2 separate regions of the Mus musculus genome follow, and region 1 is linked to region 2. Evidence: chromatin contacts called from public Hi-C data. All regions are on one chromosome and are shown on one strand. The core of a region is the stretch at or near the end of the contact, and the rest is flanking DNA. Distances in the headings are between cores, read along the strand shown. Region 1 holds the start of Flrt2 (fibronectin leucine rich transmembrane protein 2). Region 2 has its middle 24 kb from the start of Gm26055.

Region 1 (3,722 bases), core at 208-2,707, 340 kb before region 2:
GATAAGAGTGGTGATGTTGATAGCCTTCAGGAACAACTGCCCCTGGTCGCCCAAGGCGCCTGGCAGGCCACATGATTTATCCAAATAGCAAGTGTGGGACCAGCCCTTCCAAGACAGACTTAGCTAGCTGGGCTTCTTAATCATGGAAGAGATTACAAGAAAAAGTGACCACACTAGCTCTCAAAACTCCAGTAAGAGCCCTGGGCTGTTCAGCTCAGAGGAGGGCTTTTTCCAGGAGGCCAGAGTCTAGTGGAGGCTCTAGGGCAGCTGGATAGGTCCGTCCCCCTTACTACTCTGGGTATCTGCATTCAGCGCCTGAGGGCATAGAAGGACCTATCTCCGCAGCCCAGGCACTGGACGCAGGGAAAGTGGACTCCCCAGTATCGGGATCTCCTGGGGACTTTTCCATCCCTGACCAGTAAGGAAAGCACAATTACACCAGCTATGGAACTACCAGTTCTGGTGCAACAGCAGGGCAGGAAAGGTCCTTGGCTTGTAAAAATCACGAGCGATTGGAAAGAAAACGAACTAGCATCCCCAATTTAGTGGGGAATTGATCCCGGATTTCGGGCATAGGGCAGGTAGGGGCTTGAGATACTGAGGCTTGATAATAACACTTCTTGCATTCAACCCAGATGGGTATGGAGGGTTGTTACTTACCGGACTTAAGAGAAGCATTCTAAGGAAATGAAAGGCTGTTCTAAGCTTAGGGGATTTGGAAAACTCCATTTAGGATCGATGCTTTTGGCAGGTAGCAAATGAGCGATTTTACCCACAACTCGGTTACAAAACTCCCTAGAGGACTTGGAATCGACTTGAATGTAGAAGGCGCAGCCCCCCCCCCCCCCACACACACACACACATACACACCGGGTCCCCAAGTAGTCGGGGTAGATAGAAAAAGAATCCCATTTTCTTTGCGGATAAAAAGACAAAACATAGAACACCCACCTAGTGACCACCCACCACTTGTTCAAAAGGGAGTGGGGGTCCAAATAATGTGGTGGCCATGTAAAGAAAGCTAGGGCAGTCACTAGAAATTTCACCTGGCACAGCAATCCTTTTACCTGGCAGCCTTGTCTCCTTAGCTCATCCGAATCCAACCGGGTCCGGGAGGTGGAAAGGGAAGAAGCTAGAGCGGCAGTAGAGGGACTCCCCGGGCATGGTATTGTTTTAGGGGTCGCCGCCGAGGTCCCTCCTGCCCATCGTTGAGAACTGCCAGTCTGGTCCTGAGGTTCAGTGGACGCGGTGACCGGTTCTGCGCTGCTGCCTCCACGTTCTGGAAACTTGGGACAGAGGACCAGATAAGAGCGCACCTGGAAGCAGAGAGAGAAAGAGCTCTCTGCGTGTTTGAGAAGCACTGCCCTTGGTGTTATCTCCCAGCGCACATTCCTTGGTGGTGACAATGGATGACGCCAAACTCACAAGTGATGGCGACTGCTTTCAAATGTACAACTAACTGCAAGGTACCCGGCAAGACAGAAAGCTTTGCTCACCTCCCACTCCTTTCCCTCCCATCGAGGAGGGAACTGGCTTAACCCTGTGTTCACCCTACACTCCGGATAGAAGCTAGATTGCGCTGAGAAACCACAGACGCTGGCTTTCCGGGCAAAAGCTTTGTTCACGTGCAGTTCCAGTGGGCGTGTGGCTGTCTAGGGGCACTTGGGTGGCAAGGTGCCAGTGGCGCGCTTTCCGAGAGAGACTCGGAGATGGGAAGGAACCTAACGTTTCATCCGGACCAGACCCAGCCCTCACAATCTATTTTTTTTTTAACCTCCAGTTACCGGATTTATTGAAGTTGCCAGCAAAGTTGGCTTTTATTCCTTTACTTCTGTGTCCCCCGCCTCTCATATAATTTCCTTGCCCAGCTGCGCTTTGAAGACTTAGAAATCTCTGATCAAGCTCTAACTCTTAACAGAGTTTCAAGTGCAGTGCGAGAGGAATGGAGAAGGGGACCCACCCACTCCTGCCAAATTTAAATGAAACCGCAAGGAGAGTGGCCTCCCTCCTACCCATCAGAAGCTGGTGTCAACTAAATGACATCAGTTAAATAAGAAAGAGTAAAACACCTGAAGACCGGGTGGAAAAGAGACAAGAACGAAGTTGGTATGTGATTGGGTAAACGAGCCTAAAGAGAAAGGCATGAGTGGAATAAACATAGAGAGGGGGAAAAAAGAATACAAATGCAAAAATTAAAAATAGGGGAGCAGGGCTTGATATATATCAGGTTAGTTTTAAGGGCGATTTGACTAACAATGTCTCCTCAGCTCCCTTGGAACAGGTTAATTATATAATGAACAAATTCCGGCTTGGGTTTAGTGAACAGCTTTGCCTATACATTCAGAACTTCCAGAAAGTTAATTGAATAAGCAGAGAACCCGTCTTGTTGACCCAGAAAAGAAACTCAGGCCTGAGAAAACTGTTCTCTTCTGCTGTAGCTTTCTCTGTCAAATGAGCCCAGACACTGTGATCTGAGCACAAACGTACAACTGTTTTTCTCAGGCTCTATTCTTCAGTAGGAAGCTGTTAGACAGTGGAATAGGCATTGCTGAAAGGGGTTATTTTAAAAGGGAGAGCAAACCGCGCTTTACCACCGAATCGGTGCCTCCTCCGGACCCAATATACCCAACCCGATGTGAATGGCAGAAACTGCAAATGCCCATCTGAGCCCAGCAGTCCTGAGAGGCCTCTGGAGCTGCCTCAGACTTCAGCTTGAAGAATTCCGTTGTAAATCCTTCTGATTTGCCAAGGTGGCAGCAGAGCATAGCAATAGCTCCTTTGGTTCTTGAATCAGCAAAGCTCACAATTTAGGACATATGCATTTCCACCGTTCTTTAAATATCCATTCTTCTGTGCAGTTATGCATATGTGTCCCCAGAACCTATCATCCTCTATATCCTTCTTCTGAGAAGACAGTATATTAAGCTCATTCTTACAAACATATATTGGTTAACCAACAAGATGAAACCCTAAACAGGCTTGACATTGTGATTCATGCTACTGGAAACAGAATTAATCCAGAAAAGGAAGAGGGGGTGGTTATTAATAAATATAATTTCATTTTCCAGTAATGATGATTCAAAAGTATAATAAAGTAGTGCAATGAGCATATCCTCCTTTCTAAAAAGCTATGGGTGTTGTTGTTATTATTATTATCATGATTTTTATAAATGTAAGAAAATACTACTGGAAGTGTATGTAGAGAAGCAATGTGATAAGTCGTAAGTCTGACTGAAGAGTCAACTTAAGGAATGCATGGAAGTGAGGTCAGACAGAACAAAAGTCTTGTATTTGAAAAACAAAAAAACAAAAACAAGATAGCCAGAACATTTCTGAACAATAAAAAAGTTATTTTTGAAGGAATCACTTTCCCTGACTGCAAGCTGTACTGAAGAGCAATAGTGATTAAAAAAAGAAAAAGAAAAGAAAAGAAAAGAAAAGAAAAGAAAAGAAAAGAAAAGAAAAGAAAGAAAAGACAAGACAAAACCTTCATGGTATTGGTATAAATACAGACAGGTTGATCAATGAAATAGAATCGAAGACCCTGAAATAAACCCACACTCCTACAAAGCATACAGTAGAAAAAAAAAGCATCTTCAAGGAATGGCCTAGGTCCTTTATCCCTCCCTCCCTCCCTCCTTCCCTCCCTCCCTCCCTCCCTCCCTCCCTCCCTCCCTCCCTCCCTCCCCCCTCTCTCTTTCTTTCTTTCTTTCTTTCTTTCT
Region 2 (3,591 bases), core at 502-3,001:
GCGCTTCAGCCAGTCCAGAGCACTGGGACTCTGGCAGAATGTAGGTTTTCTCCCACTCCCTTTATTCCCCCATGCCCACTGCCCCTGCACCCAGGAGTGGTATTGCTGGGTCCTCTCATAGTACTCTATCAAATTTTCTGAGGATTTGCCAAACTGATTTGCCAGAGTGCTTGTACCACCTTGCCATCCCACCAGCAATGGAGGAATGTGCCTCTTTCTCCACATCCTTGCCAGCATCTGCTGTCACCTGAGTTTTTGATCTTAGCCATTCTGACTGGTGTGAGGTAGAATCTCAAGGAAAGGAGCTGAAGGAGTTGACAGCCCCATAAGAGGAACAAAAATATGAACTAACCAGTACCTTCATAGCTCCCTGGGACTAAGTCATCAACCAAAGAAAACATGGTGGGACTCATGGCTCTAGCTGCATATGTAGCAGAGGATGGCCTAGGTGGTCATCAATGGGAGGATGGGAGGAGAGCCCCTTGGTCCTTTGAAGGCTCTATGCCCCAGTATAGGGGAATGCCAGGGTCAGGAAGTAGGAGTGGATGGGTTGTTAAGCAGGGGGAGGGCGAGAGGATGGGGTTTTTCGGAGGGGAAAGTAGGAAAGGGGATAACATTTGAAATGTAAAAAAAGAAAAAATAAAAGAAAAAGAAAAAAAAGAAAAGAAAAGAAAATATCTAATAAAACAAAAAACCAAACAAACAAAAATTTAAAGTCAAGAATTAAAAATTCCTGCAGCTAGACCTTTAGGAAGAGGAAGGTGGAGAACAAGTATTTTGATGGGCAAAGTGCCAAGACGTGGTAGAAATAGTTCAAATACAACCTGGTGTCTTCTAGCATCTTCTTTTTTAAATAACTGTTTTGTTTTTCATTTTGTATATCTTTGTCTGAACATGAGGACAGATGTCTGTGGAAGGCAGAAAAGGAAATTGGAATCGCTGTGGCTGAAGCAGCAGGCTGTTGTGAGCTGCACAACGTGGATGCCTGGGACTGAGCTCCAAATGTCTGTAAGATAAATACGAAAGGCTAAATAGTGACTCTTACCAGCCCATACTGTTTTCTGTAAACATAGATGTTCCGAAGGATTACTGAGCTTAGCTGTAGTTTTGGTCGTTATAATAACATTTTGACAATTAAATTATCTAGTCTTTGAAAACCTGATGTACTACATTTAAAGATGATTAATGCAATAGTTAAGCAAAGTTTCTTCAGGATGAATTATCATAGTCTCTTTGTGTAACTGATTCTTTACAACAGTGCTCATAAGTGTTGTTTAAAGTAGGCTGGTTTTAAAATAAACAAATTATAGGTGGTGCAGATGAAGAATCAGAATTTAAGAAATGTAGAATGAAGCACACAGGGAAGTAAAAAGTGTGATAACCGACAGCATAGTTTGGAATTCTAAAGGTCAGATAGATGAGCAGATTTAAAAGCTTTGGGCTCAGTTCCATGTAGACTTGAAATGTTTTAAAAAAATAAATAGCAACAAGTATGCTAGCGATGTATGAATTTTAAATCATCCACGGTAAACGTTCTTCGTCTGAAAGAAAAGAATTTAGAAGAAAGTCTGTGTCTTACCCAAGCCAGGAAAAGTAGAATTATGGCTGTCAGGCAAAAGTTTCCTATTTTCTTTTGAATGACAGAATCAGATATCAACATTGTCATGTAAACAGGCTGGTCTGGGATTAATTCTCTGGCCAGAGTGAACAGACACAAAAGACTTTTCAAGAAAGTTGTGTTCGGCTGCTGTCCCTGCACTGCTGGTCTTTAAAACAAACAAACCCACCAAAAGAAGCAGGAAGAGCTCTCAACCAGATGAGAAGTAAACCATGAAACCCACAATCACGCATTTTAGGAAGGAAATGACAGAGTCTATTCAGTGGTATCTATCCATTCTACAGCTTATATTTTCTTTAAGCCCTGCTTATTTAGTGATTATTCCCTTGCTTAAAAGCAATCAAGTTAGAGATCTCAGTGAACATTGTTTCCTATAATAGGAAAGATTCGGCTTAGTGTTCCATTCACCCCTGTTAATTATGGAATTAGCAATTGATGCATGTCAACTTAGCAGGAATCGGATTATCCCAGGGTCAAAATGCAAATTTAAAACAGAAGAGAAATAGTTTAATTTATAAACTATTTATAAACAAAGAGTAACTTTGCTTCTCTATAGAAAATATGCCATGCCAAGAAAGATTATAATCATTTATTGTTTTTACTTCTTCTTTTTTCCCTTTTATTGAAAATTGTTTTTGTATTACCGAATATATTCTCATTACAGTTCCTCCTCTCTCTATTTCTCCGAGTTCCTCCAGACCTCCCTCTCATCTGGATCTTTCTTTTTGTCTCTCCTTAGAAAAAAGTCACAGTTCTAGTTGATAATAAAATAAAATAAAGTAAAATTTACCACCTTGGAATTGAACTCTAAACAAACAAACCAGACATAGGGAAAGGAGTGCTAGAGAAGGCACAAGATACAGATACAAATGCAAAGATCCACTCATCTGTATACTCAGGACTCTCATAAACACAACTAAACTGTAATCTATAATAGATACACAAATATTATAAGAGAGAAAAATATATAATAAAATAAAGCTTAATGAATGTACAGAATTACAAAAAGTAAAAGGAAAGAAGAAAAGTATTTTAAATAAAAGAGGAAAAGCCCTCATATGACAGGGTAAGAAAAGGAACCTTCAAAGATGTCATTGATTTTGTTTTCTGTTGCTCATTTACTGCTTGGTATGGGGCTTATCTTTAAGAGGAGCGGGTCTCCCCAGAGAGCCTCTCTTACAGCAAACTAAGCTTTCATTTGCAAGTGCTCATCAATTAGAGGTTGTTTCTAGATTAAGGATGGGGTTATGTGGCTACTTCTTTCGTCTCTAGGACCTCATCTTGTAAAGACCAGCATTGGCCTTGTGCATGCTGCACATGTCTCTGTGCGTTTCTATGTATGTTGAACTACTCCTGCATCTCGGGATTGAAGTGGACTTAATTTGAAGGAATGATCCTTTTGATATGTTCTTCGATACAGTTTGCTAAGTATTTTAGTGAGAATTTTTGTACCTATACTCATACAGGAAACTTGTCTATACTTCCCTTTCTTTATATATATATATTTTTTTCATGTGCGTTTAGAATCAAGGTAACTGTGACTTTGTGAAATAAATTGGGTAAAGTTCCTTCAGTTTCTATTTTGTAGAGTAATTCATTAACTCATCTTTGGTTGTCCAGTTGAATTCTGTTTTGTTGTTTGTTTGTTTTGTAAGGAGAGTTTTAATGATTGCACTTGATTGCTGAGTTTATATATTTGGCTAAATTGTTTATTTGATCTTGACTCAACTCTGGTAAATTAAATTTATTGATAAAATTATTGAATAGATTTTCCAATCTGGTGGATTGCAGGTTTTTAGAGTATATTTTTATGATTCTCCAGAATTCCTTAATGTCTGTTGTTATGTTTCCCCTTCATCTCTAATTATGTTAAATTGGATCACTTGCCTCAACCTTTTAATTAATTTGGGTAAAGTTTTGTCAATCTTATTAATTTTTTTCAAAGAACTAATTCTTTGTTCCATTGATTCTTT

The links. Hi-C and Micro-C count contacts between places; a contact is called where the count stands out from the background.
Region 1: a Hi-C map of cranial neural crest shows a contact between it and region 2, with 3 times the contacts expected there. The contact joins the promoter of Flrt2 here to the enhancer-like site in region 2. A contact is called at or near these places in 3 of 39 promoter capture datasets (the 3T3-L1 cell line, 3T3-L1-derived adipocytes and liver), 8 of 484 Hi-C or Micro-C datasets (3T3-L1-derived adipocytes, adipose-derived mesenchymal stem cells, cranial neural crest and 3 more), 6 of 115 datasets of contacts at active chromatin or transcription factors (bone marrow-derived macrophages, embryonic stem cells and trophoblast stem cells) and 2 of 9 other capture datasets (adipose tissue and embryonic stem cells).

What each region holds. Positions count from the first base shown.
Region 1 is chr12:95,689,961-95,693,682 of GRCm38.p6, reverse strand. Flrt2 (fibronectin leucine rich transmembrane protein 2) reads right to left here and starts at 1,457. Exons shown (of 2, transcript NM_201518.4): 1 at 1,068-1,457.
Region 2 is chr12:95,353,456-95,357,046 of GRCm38.p6, reverse strand. No RefSeq gene overlaps it. Among named protein-coding and RNA genes, the nearest start is that of Gm26055, 24 kb to the left of the region's middle. Within about 2 kb of position 1,751, at least 5 of the 459 cell types and tissues checked have an H3K27ac peak or open chromatin away from gene starts, as enhancers often do.